Linked DNA regions of Mus musculus: region 1 is linked to region 2. The links are chromatin contacts, called in public promoter capture Hi-C maps. All regions are on one chromosome and are shown on one strand. The core of a region is the stretch at or near the end of the contact, and the rest is flanking DNA. Distances in the headings are between cores, read along the strand shown.

Region 1 (6,428 bases), core at 404-2,903, 520 kb before region 2:
GCCGGCCCTTGGGGAGGAGGCTGTGTACACCGTGGTGCTTCTTGTTCCTGCTTCTGGAGTCTCAGGAAAAGGGGAGCTTCCAGCTCCTTCCCCGAGTCTTTTTTTCCTTAGTGTTTTGTGTCCAGGTAGCTACCCACTTCAGACAGCTACTTTATCTACTTTTACCCCATTTATTTATTTTATGTATGTGAGTACATTGAATTTTAGGGCCTTTGCTCCCTCTCGTCGGGCCCCCACTCGCTCAAAGCCAGATTTATTTATTATTATAATGTACACTGTAGCTGACTTCAGACACACCAGAAGAGGGCGTCAGATCTCATTGTGGATGGTTGTGAGCCACCATGTGGTTGCCGGGATTTGAACTCAGGACCTTAGGAAGAACAGTCAGTGCTCTTAACCGCTGAGCTATCTCGCCAGCCCAACATGCCAGTTTGGATAAACATACCAAGGGGTTCATTCCAGGGTTCCTGTGGGAAAGGCTCTGAAACTTTGATCCGTGTCTCAGAACAAAAGGAGTCATGCAGAAGGTAAAGAGCTGCAGCAAGATCTATGGCAGAGGGCTGTCTCAAATGCTCATGGCCCTCCTGTGGCTAGACTCCATCGGGGAGCAAAGAGCAACCAGAACCTGTCCTTCAACCTCAGGAGCCACCACCTGCTGCTTCTTACAGTCCTCTTGGAGTGTAGATTATCTTTCTCAGCCCCCTCAGCCCACAAAGAACAGACCTACAGTAGGGGAGCACCTGACCTCTGAGTCACACACAGACTTAGAAAGACTCGGCTGGTTTCCCTGCCCCACTTTGTCTTTGGGGCTGGTGGAGGAGACCTGGGCCCCGGTCATGGTGATTCATTTTGAGCTCCTTACCGGGCAGAGTGGCTCTCACAGTGACACAGGCTACAGGGTTGGCTTGGGATGGGCTGCAGTAGAAGGCCCTGCAGCATCTCTTCCTCGTCCCGTGGTGACTTACTCTACTAAAATCTTCTCTGAGGGCAGGGCCCGACCTAATTGTAAGTTGTCATGGAAGCATGTCAAGAGGAAGAGGAACAATGATCTGGTCCAGGCAGATGTGATGCTGAGGGAGTCACTGACATCACAGCCAAGGACCCCAGAGGGCTGAAAGCCTCGGGCACACTCAGCTGTGTCTCACTCCGTGGGAAACATTCCGCCCAGAGAAGAGGGTGTGGCCTCAGGTCCCCAGAAGCCCTTACCTGTCTGTCAACAGCGTCTCATCATCATATCCTCTGTGGGGTGTTTCTCATTCATTCATTCATTCATTCATTCATTCATTCATTCATTCTTCAGCAAATGATTGCTGAGAGCCTACCGTGTGGTGGCTGTTTTGCTCCGAGAGTAGACACACCGTCTGTGGTGGATTTGTATTGACGGACACTGTGGTAAACTGAGGCTGCACAGGAAGCCAGGTGAGGAATCCTTTTCGGGAGCTGACGCATACACTGGTCTGCACTTGATACAGATCTACACAAGAGATGGCGCGAGCAAAACGCCTTGGGGAGGTGAGAGTCTCGGTGAGGTTGGAGGACTGACCCGGAAGCTGTGTGTCAAGAGGGTGAAGGGCAGAGGGCGGCTACACAGGCCTGAGCTGCGGCTCGGTCTTTAACCACAGTGTGAAATCACTGGTGGATTAGGAACAGGAGAGAGGCTGATTTGCATATTAAAAAGATTGCCCAGCTGCTGGGTGAAGACTGCCTTTTAAAGGCGCAAAAAATAGAAATAGGAAGACCAGCTAGGGAGGGAGCGGCTCAGCAACGCAGACAGGAAATAATCACTGTTATTATCTGCAGTCCTCCAGAGGAGCTCACAGCAGGTAGGAACGCCGCGTGCTCGTTTGCGGAGTGAATTTTCGGAGTGAAAGGTACAAAAGCCTTTTCTGCCGTTCTGTCTTTGAAACTTCAGAGCAGCGCTGGGATGGATTAGGGTCGTGTTCTTGGGCTAAAATGAGTCTCCAAGGCACTGGTCCTAGGTAAGGTAAGGCTCTGTTGGGAGCTGAGAGCTTGCTTTTACTCTAGGCCTCCTGACCTATCTGGGCTCTGTCCATTCCTGGAACCCCCCTAGGCAAAGTTTCCCAGGCCAGAAGGAAAGAGTGCAGTGACAGAACTAGGTAGTCAAGGCCCAGAGTCCTGCTGACCAGAGCCTAGGTGCTAAGTTCTCCTGGTGCTATGCCTGTGTATGGAGAACACAGTATGATGTGGTCTGGCTTCCAAGAGCCTAAAATCTAACCAGAAACAAATGGGAGCCTCAATAAATAATTTAAGAACGTCTTGAAAATTAAAAGGCACACACACAAATAACTCTAGGAGGAAGCCAGGGTTTTTCCTCGGGACAAATGGGCCTGAATACTATTTTGAAGGCTGTGTTTTCACTTGGACCTTGATGGTCCCTGGGGCAGTTGCTGGCCTGCTAACAAGGTCACCCATATCATTTGATCCACGCTATACTGAAGCAGTCCTTACCCGCTGCCCGGCAAAGTCCTTCCATACTTAGTGTCTAATACAATGGCTGCTTTGTTGACCCCATGAGTTCTGTGCCTCAGGAATTTGGAAGGTCGGGAGTGGGGATGGCTGGGCTCTGACTCAGCATCAGCATGTGAAGCCTCAGTTTTGAATGCCACTGGCTAGGTGCCAGGACCCGAGACCCTCTGACAACTACATGCCAGGCGATCAGGCTGGGGAGATGCCAAGGCTGAGCTGAACCAGCTGCTCTTCAGTGTGTTTCTGTGGGGTCTCTCCATGGCCTGGGGTCGCCTCACAGCATCGGAGCTCCAGGAAGTTTTGCCTCAACCACATGAATCAGAGCTACTGAGACAGCAGAAGCCACTTGGCTTTTAGGTCCCACCTGAAGGCATCTCTACCTGTCGCTGCTGCAGCACAGCATAGCACAGTACACACTGGTGTGTGTGCACCCACATCAGGTGGCTTCCAGGGCCCTGCCACACACTGGAAGGAACGTCAGTGTTCACAGTCTAGTGAAAACCATGGGAAGGTTTAATGAAACCAGGAAATAAAACCTATGTTGGATGAGATGGCTCAGCGGTTAAGAGCACTGACTGCTCTTCCGAAGGTCCTGAGTTCGAATCCCAGCAACCACATGGTGGCTCACAATCATCCGTAATGAGATCTGACGCCCTCTTCTGGTGTGTCTGAAGACAGCTACAGTGTACTTGCATATAATAAATAAATAAATCTTAAAAAAAAAAAAGAAAAAAGAAAAAAGGCTCGTGTTGGATAGTTTATAGCTCTAAACCAGGGCCAGCAGCAATGTCTTTTGACAAGAAATGAATTTGAGCACAGAATTGTGCTGTGACATAATCAATAAAATGTTAATTGTTTAGCCCAGGGACCAGAGCACAGAAGTATTTGCTATTACTTGGAGGGGACAATGTGAGCAAGGCTGTTGTGAAGACAAAGGATGACAGCAGTCGAGATGCCTGACCAAAGAGCATCTGCGCAGATGTTTTCCGGAAGGTTCATCTTGGTCAGGTTTCAAAGGAGGAAAGGAAAATATTTACTTTGCATGATACTGCTTTTAAATGGATCTCTTCTTATCAAGGCAAGCCCATCAAGCCTTATGTTCGGAAGTACTTAGTGAGAACTAATAGTCACTATGTGCTTGAGATAAAAATAGAAAGAGGGCGGGGAGGGAGAGAGAGAGAGAAAAGGAGGGAGTGGGGGAAGAGAGAGAGAACTCTGGAGGAAGTGCCCATGGGAGAAATACCCAGGAGAGTGCGCCTTGGTGTCAGTGTTCCTGTGGTCTCCAAGGCTATCCACCTTCACAACTGACAGCAAGTTTCAGAATGGGTGACAAAAGGAGTAAATTCCTCTCAGAGGGAAGACATGATGCACGTTCGTGTGTGTGCATGCATGTGGTGTTTGCGTGCATGTGTGTGCACACGTATGCATTTATTTCACGTGTGTACCTGCCTTAGGTTTCTAGTGCTGTGATAAAACACTGACCAAAATCAACTTGTGGAGGAAAGGATTTATTCATTCGGCGTACATGTCCCACCCAGGGCATAGTCCATCAGGAGATGCCAAGTCAAGAAGCACCTGGCGAGAAGGAAAGCACAGCCATGTAGGATGCTGCTTGCTGGCTTGCTTAGCTTCCTCACATCCCCCAGGACTCCTGCCGGGGGGGGGGGGGGTGGCACACCCACAGAGGCCTGCATTCCCACACCGATCATTGACTTTTTAAACTTGCCCTACACACTTGCCTACAGGCCATGCAGCGAGAGCTCCTTCTCAGCTGACGCTCCTCTTCCCGGAATATGCCTAGGTTTGAGTGACGTTTACAAAAATCAATTGGCACCAAAAGAAAGAACAGTCTTGGTTGATTTGAGCCCCTCCCATTGTTTTAAAACGGCCTTACGAGATGAAATTCGCCCACTATGAAGTCTACCTATCTAAAGTACAAACTCAGTGATGCTTGGTGTATTCACAGTGGTGTGACCACTAGTACATTCTAGATTAGATGCCCCAGACAAACTGGGTAGCTAGACAATCCAAATCAGTGAGTTCCAGGTTCAGCAAGATTCCCTGATTCAGTAAATGACAAGGATTGGGAAAGGCACTCAAGCTCAGTCTACAGCTTCCACACTCAGTGTACATGTTTGCCCTCATGTGCCTACACACATCTGAACATGTATGCATGCAACACACACACATATACCATACACATATATATCACACACACACACACACACACATGTCCATACACAGACCACATACACACACACATATACATGCACACACACACATACATATGTGCACACAGGCCATATGCACATACAAACACATATACAGACACACAGACACACACCACTCACACACATACAACATATATCACACACACATAATACATCCATATGCATTCATACATACACATATACCACAACACATATATACATACATACATACACATACCATACATACATACACACACACCACATACACATAGGCCACACACATACATACATGCACACACACATACATACATATATACACACACACTGCATGCACACAGACCACATACACATACAAACACGTATATAGACACACAGCACACACACACACCACACACATTCACACATCCATATGCATTCATACATACACATATACCACAATACATACATACATATATACATACAGCATACATACATACATACACATACATATACAAACCATACATACATAGACACACACACACACCAGTGCACACATAAACACACATGCACACATGGGTAGAATGCCCTACCTATGTAAGGAATCCAGTAGCCTGAGCAGCAGGAGTTCCCGAGCTGACTTGCACTTTTACCACAAAGCAGTGAGGATGCAATTTTCCCTACCATGACCAACCACACCCAGGCAGCTCTGCTGCTTCCCCCACCCCCTCCCTGTTAGGATGTTAGCTCTGTCCCTTGGCCTGGGACGACGAAACAGGAAGTTGTCCCTCTCTTCACCTTCCTGGATTTTCCTCACAGTTGCTGTGAAGACATTGAGCAACAGTTCCCACAGTGCTCAAAGGGTTTTCAATTCCTTGAATTTTGTCCTGTGCAATGTCTTCTTGTCGGGCCTACCCAGGGCATGTTTCTGGAAGGCCCTCTTTTCTTGCTTCTGTCATCATGGCTGGCGTCACTTCCTGCCACTTGTCCTGTAAACCTCAGGGTCTGGGTCAAGTGTGGCAAAAGGACAAATGAGGGAGCATGGAGAGGGATGTGGGACAAACTCCTGGCTTTCTTCCTTCCTGTAGACTGGTAACATTCAGTGAGCCCCTGCCTGCTTCCCCACCAGCCTGAGGTGTGGACACTGTCACTTTGTTGCCGGCTTTGTCTAGTCTCTCTCTATCCCATGACCCCCTGCTCTGGTGTCTAAGCTTTGCGATGGCACCAAGATGTCCCAGGAGTAGTCTCGGGTTAAAATGGGGAGCCTGTCAGAAAGCAGCCACCCAGCAATATACAGGTCCATGTATGTGTTCAAGTACACACATGGGGGAGTAGGGGTCAGAGTGGGGAGAGGGAGAGGATGGATAGAGAGGGAGAAAGAGAGAGCACACTCCATCAGTTCTGCCCCTTGCAGTAGCCCACCCTCTTTCATCTCACAGATTGCCTTGCAAGTCTCAGTCTTACCGAATAGGTTTCTGGTCTGAGATCTTCCACCAGCCAATAAAATCCCAACACCATGCCAGAGTCCAGAGGCCCTGCCCGCGTCTCCCACACCTCATCTTGCTGGGTCGCACGCAGCACAGGGGGGTTTAGCACTTCAGTGTGTTCTGTGCCACACAAACCTGGTCAGCGCCTCATAAGGTGGTGACCCTGTCAGGGTCTGTGAAGAGGTGATTAACTCAGAGTGACACTGCCCATTTGTCTGGCCCAATGTAACTGGGTTCCTTATAAGAGAAGATGGGCACGTGCGCGCGC
Region 2 (7,179 bases), core at 1,925-4,424:
CATAAGTGGATGCTCACAGTCAGCTATTGGATGGAACACAGGGACCCCAGTGGAGGAGCTAGATAAAGTATTCAAGGAGCTAAAGAGATCTGCAACCCTGTAGGTGCAACAACATTATGAACTAACCAGTACCCCGGAGCTTGTGTCTCTAGCTGCATATGAATCAGAAGATGGCCTAGTCGGCCATCACTGGAAAGAGAGGCCCATTGGACACAAAAACTTTATATGCCCCAGTACAGGGGAACGCCAGGGCCAAAAAGTGGAATGGGTGGGTAGGGGAGTGGGGGGGAGGGTATGGGAGACTTTTGGGCTAGCATTGGAAATGTAATTGAGGAAAATACGGAATAAAAAACAATTAAAAAAAAAAAAAAGAAAGCAGCTTACAGTCCCAGGCAAGATGAGTTTGAATGGCCTCACTAGTGCCAATCTGCCCTGCTGAAACTAAGGTGTGTGGAGGATGTACAGAGTACACATTGTGTGCCCTGAGATAGCAAGAAAAGTAAGTAGCAATGGCAGGTGGCTCTTTGTGAGTTCTAGGCCAGCCTGGTCTACAAAGATACTTGTAAGACAGCTAGGGCCACACACACACACACACACACACAGAGAGAGAGGTTGGAGGAAGAACATCAATATCGTTAGTTCAAGGCTCATCCCAATCCAGAATAATTTACAAGTTACAAATAGAAGAAAAGAACACTTTTGCAGGTGAACATTAGCTTCGACGTTAGTGTAACATAATTTTTTGCAATGCTAGAGACTGAACCTGGGGACCTTACACAAAGCAAGCAATTGTTCTACCTCAGGGTCACACCCCTGCCCCCAAGGCCTCTTCCTTTTTCTGTTAATCCCCTTGTTCTGCCGCAGGCGGGATCCAGGCTTGTCTTGAAACAAGGCAAGCATGGAATCTTTATGATTTGTCAGAAGTTAAACTATGTCACTGTGAGTTGAAGCAACCTCGAAAGCCAACCAAGGTTCCCCTTTGGATTGGTGAGCTCACAACAAAAGACCTCTATGTTCAGTGATAGCCAGCAGGGCACCTGGGGACTGTGGCCTGCTTAGTTACACGATCTGAAGTCCTTTGACTGTGAGAAATTCAAGAAGACAGATACCTCCCCTATGCCAGGTTCTATTTGATCAAACTTGGCCTAGGCTTGGTGAGCTGGAGAGATCGAGGGTGCAGGCTGCCCAGAAGTGGATGAAGCAAAAGCTACTGCTTACACGAAGCTTAGGGTTTAAGATTAAGGAGAAGGTGCCTTCGGTCCTGAGTGAGTTGCCTAAGACCACAGCAAGTTGAGGTTAACAGTTTCCCTGAGGTCACCCAGACCAATTCTTGGATTTCAGGATCCCGGTCAGTTTTGAAGGTCTGTAGGTCACACACTTAAGGAACACCTTGTCCTGGAGGGTGAATACATTCATCCTGCCTCAAATACTCCCTAACCGACTTTCTCAGGGACTAAGAAATGAAGTGCCAGAGACCAGGAAACAAAGCCTGCAGAGGCAGTCCGAAGGACCTCCCGTTCTATTATTTATAATTATTTTGTTTGCATGCATGTGCATCAAAAACACCAGATGCAGGGGCCAGAAGTGGATGTTGGGAACTGGAGTTAAAGACAAAAAAATGAGCTGCCACGCAGGTGCTCATACCCACTGGGCAGTCCACCACCCCACCCGTTTTAAATTGTACTTAAATACGTGTGTTTGACCTCCTTTGGTCCATGATCTGCCAAGACAGGCCCCGCCTAGCCGGTATTTGGCTATTCTGTGGGTTGGCTTGAGGAGCCAAAGTCCAGCCTGGTTCAGACCGGTTCCGCTAGGCACATCTTGGCGACCAGTGATCATACACCCACTGTGTACTCCCACTCAGACTAGCTGAAAGACTAACTAGTGAATCTGAGAGAACTTCAAAAGGTGAGCTGCAGGGGAGGGCCACGCCCAGCTTCGCCCAGGCCACGCCTACACCTCCACCCTCCTACTTAGCCGAAAGGGCGGCACCCGACTCCAGCCTCGCCCACCAACGTCACGACCAAGGCCAAGGGGCGGGCTTGACTTTCTGCGGAAGAGCGAGGAGAGACCCAGGCCCAAGCGGAGCTCTCTGGAATAGCTGGCGACTAGCAGGTAGCACCGCCGCCCACGGGGACCGTCAGTGGGAGAGGGGCTCTGGCTGCAAGAGGTTCAGCTAGTGGGAGCGGAGCTGTTGATACGAGGACGCTCAGCAAGCGGGGCTGAAGGTGTCCTGGGGAGGGGAGGCTACAAATACTGTGGTCACTGAGCTGTCAGCGTCCACGTCTCAGGGACCATAGATTCCGAGAGTTGGCTAAGCTGCCAAGGTCCCTATTTCCAGGTTGGAGGGAGCCCTGGGCTTGCTGGGTGCGGGGTTGAGAGTCGCACACACAGCTGAGATGACATGGTCTCTAGTTTGACACCTCATCCCGGACCTGATCAGGATGGGCAGCAGCTCACTGTCCGAGGACTATCGCCAGTGCCTGGAGCGCGAGCTGCGGCGCGGCCGCGCGGGCGTTTGCGGCGACCCCTCGCTGCGCGCGGTGCTCTGGCAGATTCTGGTGGAAGACTTTGACCTGCACGGGGCGCTACAGGACGATGCGCTAGCCCTGTTCACTGATGGCCTGTGGGGGCGGGCTGACCTGGCACCGGCCCTCCAAGATCTGGCCCGCGCCTTTGAGCTCCTAGAGCTGGCCGCTGTGCACCTGTACCTGCTGCCCTGGAGAAAGGAGTTCACCACTATCAAGGTATGGCATCAGTGGTGCTCCTTCACTCCCGTCCTTGTCCAGGCTGTTTGAGGGCTGCAGATCCTCTTCAGGGGAGGGTTCTGCGTTGAGGGCTCGTGGGCGTGTTGGGATGCATGCCTACCAGTCATTCACCTAGAACTTATATGGCTGTCCTCAAAGTAGTCTCACTGCCCTAGTTGCCATGGAAATTCTAGGGTAGACGTGGGTGGGTGAGGGAGGTACTTGATGTCCTATGGTCATCCTAACTCCTCTAAGATGTGGACTGGTCCCCATCTGTAAAAGGAGGCTGCTAAGACTGGGAAGAGAACAGCAGATCAGAACAGCAGGGATCTTATTCCTGCCTGGGTCCAGGTTAGGCGGCCAGGTCCAGGGCTGGCCTAGTCCTTAGGTCAGATGGCAGACCACTTAGAGGGGGTAGGGCCGCTCTGAGCTAATTTTGAGTGGGAAGGCAATGACGTCAGAATGCACGTGGGCGAGGTAAACCTCCACCGGTTGTCATGGTAACGTCTCCCCCTCCACACCCCACCAGCCTGCTGCTCCACGGGAATACCTGAGATCTCAGGACTTTCATTCAGTTCTGTCAAGCTAGAAGCCCACCCATCCGCCCCAGAGGACAGAGGCAGCCAGGCGTGGCCTTCACACTGAATAGTTCAGAAATAGTGTTGGGGTGGAGCTGGCAAGGATAGAGCCTCCTAGCTGTGTGGTTTTAGGGAAAAGCCCCTTTTCTCTTAAGTCGAGGTGCAACGCCCTAAGGAGGGTGTTCTGGCCAGTGCTCCTTGTGTGTAGACATCCTCTCCCTAAGGGTGCTATGCACAGAAGTGCTCCAAGGAAGCCTAGAGCTGTTGTAGACGGTCACACTTAGAAAGACCCAAGCTTAAACCCTGGAGCTTTGATTCCATTGGTAGCTTGGATCTAGAAAGCACATTGGACTTTCTGGAATACTACAGTCGTGGGAGGCTACCTGCCAGCGAGGTACAGTGGAATATTCCTGTAGGCTGAGGCAGGAGGATGGTGAGTTTGGGGTCAAGCTGGGCTATACAACAAGGACCTTGTCTCGACCACAATGCTTGCTTAGCATACACAAGGGTTTAGGTTCTCCCTTGGAGGAAAACAATGTCTGACATCCAAGCTCACTCCAGACAGATAGAAACTGTATCAGGGGGTGGACAGGAGCTTCAGAAGTGCACCGAGGTCAAGGCAGGCTCAACCCACATAGGCTACATCTAGGAACCTTTATGGAAGTGCATGTCTGACCAGGACCCTTCCTTACAGACCTTCTCAGGGGGCTATGTGCATGTGCTGAAGGGTGTACTCTCTGAGGAGCTCCTGACTCGAAGCTTCCAGAAGATGGGCTACGTGCGCAGGGACAACCACCGCCTAATGGTGACCACCCCACCCCCTGCCTGCCAGCTGGTGCAGGTGGCCCTAGGTTGCTTTGCTCTTCGGTTGGAGTGTGAGATCCTAAGTGAGGTCCTGACTCAGCTGGGTACAAGCGTACTACCAGCCGAGGAGCTGCTCCGAGCTCGACGGGCTAGTGGGGATGTAGCCTCCTGTGTGGCCTGGCTGCAGCAACGCCTGGCCCAAGATGAGGAGCCACCACCTCTGCCCCCTCGGGGCACACCTGCCACTTATGGGGCCCCAGTGGACCTGTATCAGGACCTGCAGGAAGATGAGAGCTCAGAGGCCAGTCTGTATGGTGAGCCTTCCCCAGGGCTGGACTCGCCTCCTGTGGAGCTGGCTTACAGGCCACCACTCTGGGAGCAGAGTGCCAAACTATGGGGTTCTGGAGGTCAGCCCTGGGAACCGCCAGCTGATGATATGCATCGGGCCAGCAGCCCACCATATGGGGCTCTGGAAGAGGAGCTGGAGCCAGAACCCTCTGCTTTCTCCTTCCTTTCTCTGCGCCGTGAGCTGAGTCGCTCAGGAGACTTAGCTCCCCCTGAGTCCCCTTCAAGCCCCGGGCAAGCCAGCCCCCGACACAGGCAGGCAGAAGCAGCTGCATCCTCGGCCTATGGGCCTGCTGTTGAGCCTCTGAGCTACCAGGCACACAGCTGCTTGAGCCCTGGCAACCTACCCACCCTCTGCTGTGACACCTGCCGCCAGCTCCATGCTACCCACTGCACTGCCCTATCTGCCTGCCGCCCGACTCATTCACTGCGCATTCTTCTTGGTGACAACCAGAGACGCCTGTGGCTGCAACGAGCACAGGTGGATAACCTGCTCTATGACAGTCCTGGGGCCCATCCCTAGGCCCAGATGGACCCCAACAATTTTGGGGACAGTTTCCATGGTGCTTCTTTTGGAAAAGGACCTAGGCCACTGGCTACCCTGGCCCTCCTACTCCCCAGGGGCCATTCAGGACCTGCAGTTGAAAGAGGGTAGAGCCTTCGTGGAACGCTCTCACCTGGTGCAGTCTCAGCCCTGGTGCAGCAGGCCGAGCTCAATCAAAAAGATCCTTCCCTCTCATCCCTAGCCTCATGCCCAGATGTGCTGGGTAGAGAAGTCCAGGTTATCCTGTTACAGTACCCAAACTCAGAAAGACCCCACCCTATGAACTGCCTGAAGCTCCCTACCTGATCCCTGTGGAGTATGACTGAGGACATGTCCCTCTTTCCACGTGCTGAGAAACCCTCACCCAGGGGCTTGCAGGTGACACAGTTAAGATCCCCGAGTTAGATTTGGGCCACGTGGGAGGGTCTGAAAGAGCAGAGCTTACTTAGCTGTGAGGACCCCGGTTCACCTCTGCTGTTAGTGAGGCACACTCCCAGGCAGTGGGAGGAGCTGTCACTCCCACCCAGCAGGAGTGATTCTCTGCCATCAGCTACCTACCAGCCAGAAAGGAAGGGAGCATGTACAAGCCACTTCTCAGGCTATTGCCAAAAAGCAGCTCACCGCCCCACTCCACGTAGCTCATTCTGGGCATGCAGCTAACCAGGAAGAAGTTATACCCTCATCTCCCATGCGGGTAGACCAGGACCCCTCATTAGGGTCCCTAAACTGCCAATCCTCAGGATAGGGATAGTGAAGGGCTGGATTTTCATCAACCACTCGAAGGCCCAGGCACAGAGATCACCACTTTGCCACACTTCCTCTAGTGGCACCTCCTCAGCCAAGCCTGTCCCTGCTCCTCATGCAGGCCCTCAGAGGACACGGGTCCACCTCAGCCAAGCCTGTTCCTGCTCCTCATGCAGGGCCCTCGGAGGACACTGTCCATGTTGCATGGATCGAAACCCCACAGTACATTAAAGGATTGCCAAACTGTCTTCTGGAAAGGCTTTTTATCTCTCAGTCCACCAATCCTCTCCTTGGGCACCAGTGCCAGCCGCGTCCACCAAGGGCTTCCATTCTGACAGTCTTACAAGTATCCTACTCCAGTTAACCAACCCTTGCTCCCTCCTGCCCGGGGTCACTATAGCCCATCTGTCCTGGGCAGCTCCTAGTCTCCAAGAAGAGTTATCTCCCAGGCCTACTCATTCCAGGCTAGTGCCCAGCTCCAGTTCTCACACACACTGAATGGGACCTTTAGGCCTCTCAGCACTAGCTCTGTTCCCCCAGAAGCGGGCCTTCAATGATAGACAAGACAGGCCACCAGATGGTGCTACAACTGCCCAGTCTATCCTGGGTACCCCACTCAGCCACATCCCTGTCCACAAATCCCCTCTGCATCTGGACAGAGGGAAATATCAGGGAGGAGTCAGCCAACTGGAGGAGCCAAAGGCCTGCTGGGGCCTCCCAGTCGTCGGCTGATGATCCGTGAGGATGTGGAGGGGTGGGCTGGATCCAGGCTCAGGGCCGGCATCGTTTGCTCTGCCCTTCAGCGGCAGCTGGGGCAGCACGCTTATTGCGGTGGTGGGGGAAGGTAGGCATGAGCTCCGGTTCACAGGCTGCAGGAGAAGGGCAGCTTCAGGGCTGGCCTGGAGCTGGAGAAGGGGCTCCTGGTGGGGCGTGCTCCAGGTCTAGACAGGACTCCTCACTTAAGCTGGCCCTGACCCGTCTCTCCCTTTCTTCTCCCCTGTGGGGCCTGTGGTCCCTGGGAATCCAATATGGACAAGCAGGGCTTCTCGCTAAGCCCCTAAGAGAACCTAAGGGGATCCCAAGAACTTACGCAGGGGCTTCTCCTTGAAGTAGGAGCTCTCCAGGCAGTCTCCCGAGGTTGCCCTGGGGAATGATAGTGACCTTGGCCTTAGAGAGGCCTATTTCACTCAAACTTAGCCAATCTCAACAGCCCAACCTAATCTCCAACAAATGGGGACTGAGACCTAGACAATGACAGGCAGCTCAGAATGGCTCTAAGACCTAAGGCCACTCAAACTAGACATCTGGCACCTATGGGTGTCTGGGTATGTCTGGGAAGTGGGTATCTATGGTCTGTGTTGTGAGAAACCATCTTTAAAAGGTTTGTTGAATTGAGATGGCTCAGTGCTACATTGCT

What was found. Promoter capture Hi-C pulls out the DNA fragments that hold promoters and counts their contacts.
Region 1: a contact with region 2 is called in a promoter capture Hi-C map of liver, with 2.2 times the contacts expected there. The contact joins the promoter of 4732419C18Rik here to the promoter of 4933417D19Rik in region 2.

What each region holds. Positions count from the first base shown.
Region 1 is chr8:123,749,453-123,755,880 of GRCm38.p6, reverse strand. It overlaps 4732419C18Rik (RIKEN cDNA 4732419C18 gene), which reads left to right and starts at 1,653. Exons shown (of 3, transcript NR_166622.1): 1 at 1,653-1,823.
Region 2 is chr8:123,231,086-123,238,264 of GRCm38.p6, reverse strand. 4933417D19Rik (RIKEN cDNA 4933417D19 gene) reads right to left here and starts at 3,174. Exons shown (of 3, transcript NR_045849.1): 1 at 2,712-3,174. It overlaps Spata2l (spermatogenesis associated 2-like), which reads left to right and starts at 2,007. Exons shown (of 3, transcript NM_030176.3): 1 at 2,007-2,115; 2 at 2,416-2,747; 3 at 4,020-6,010. The coding sequence starts at 2,445. The coding sequence ends at 4,997. It overlaps Cdk10 (cyclin-dependent kinase 10), which reads right to left. Exons shown (of 13, transcript NM_194446.2): 12 at 6,853-6,905; 13 at 6,009-6,631. The coding sequence ends at 6,534.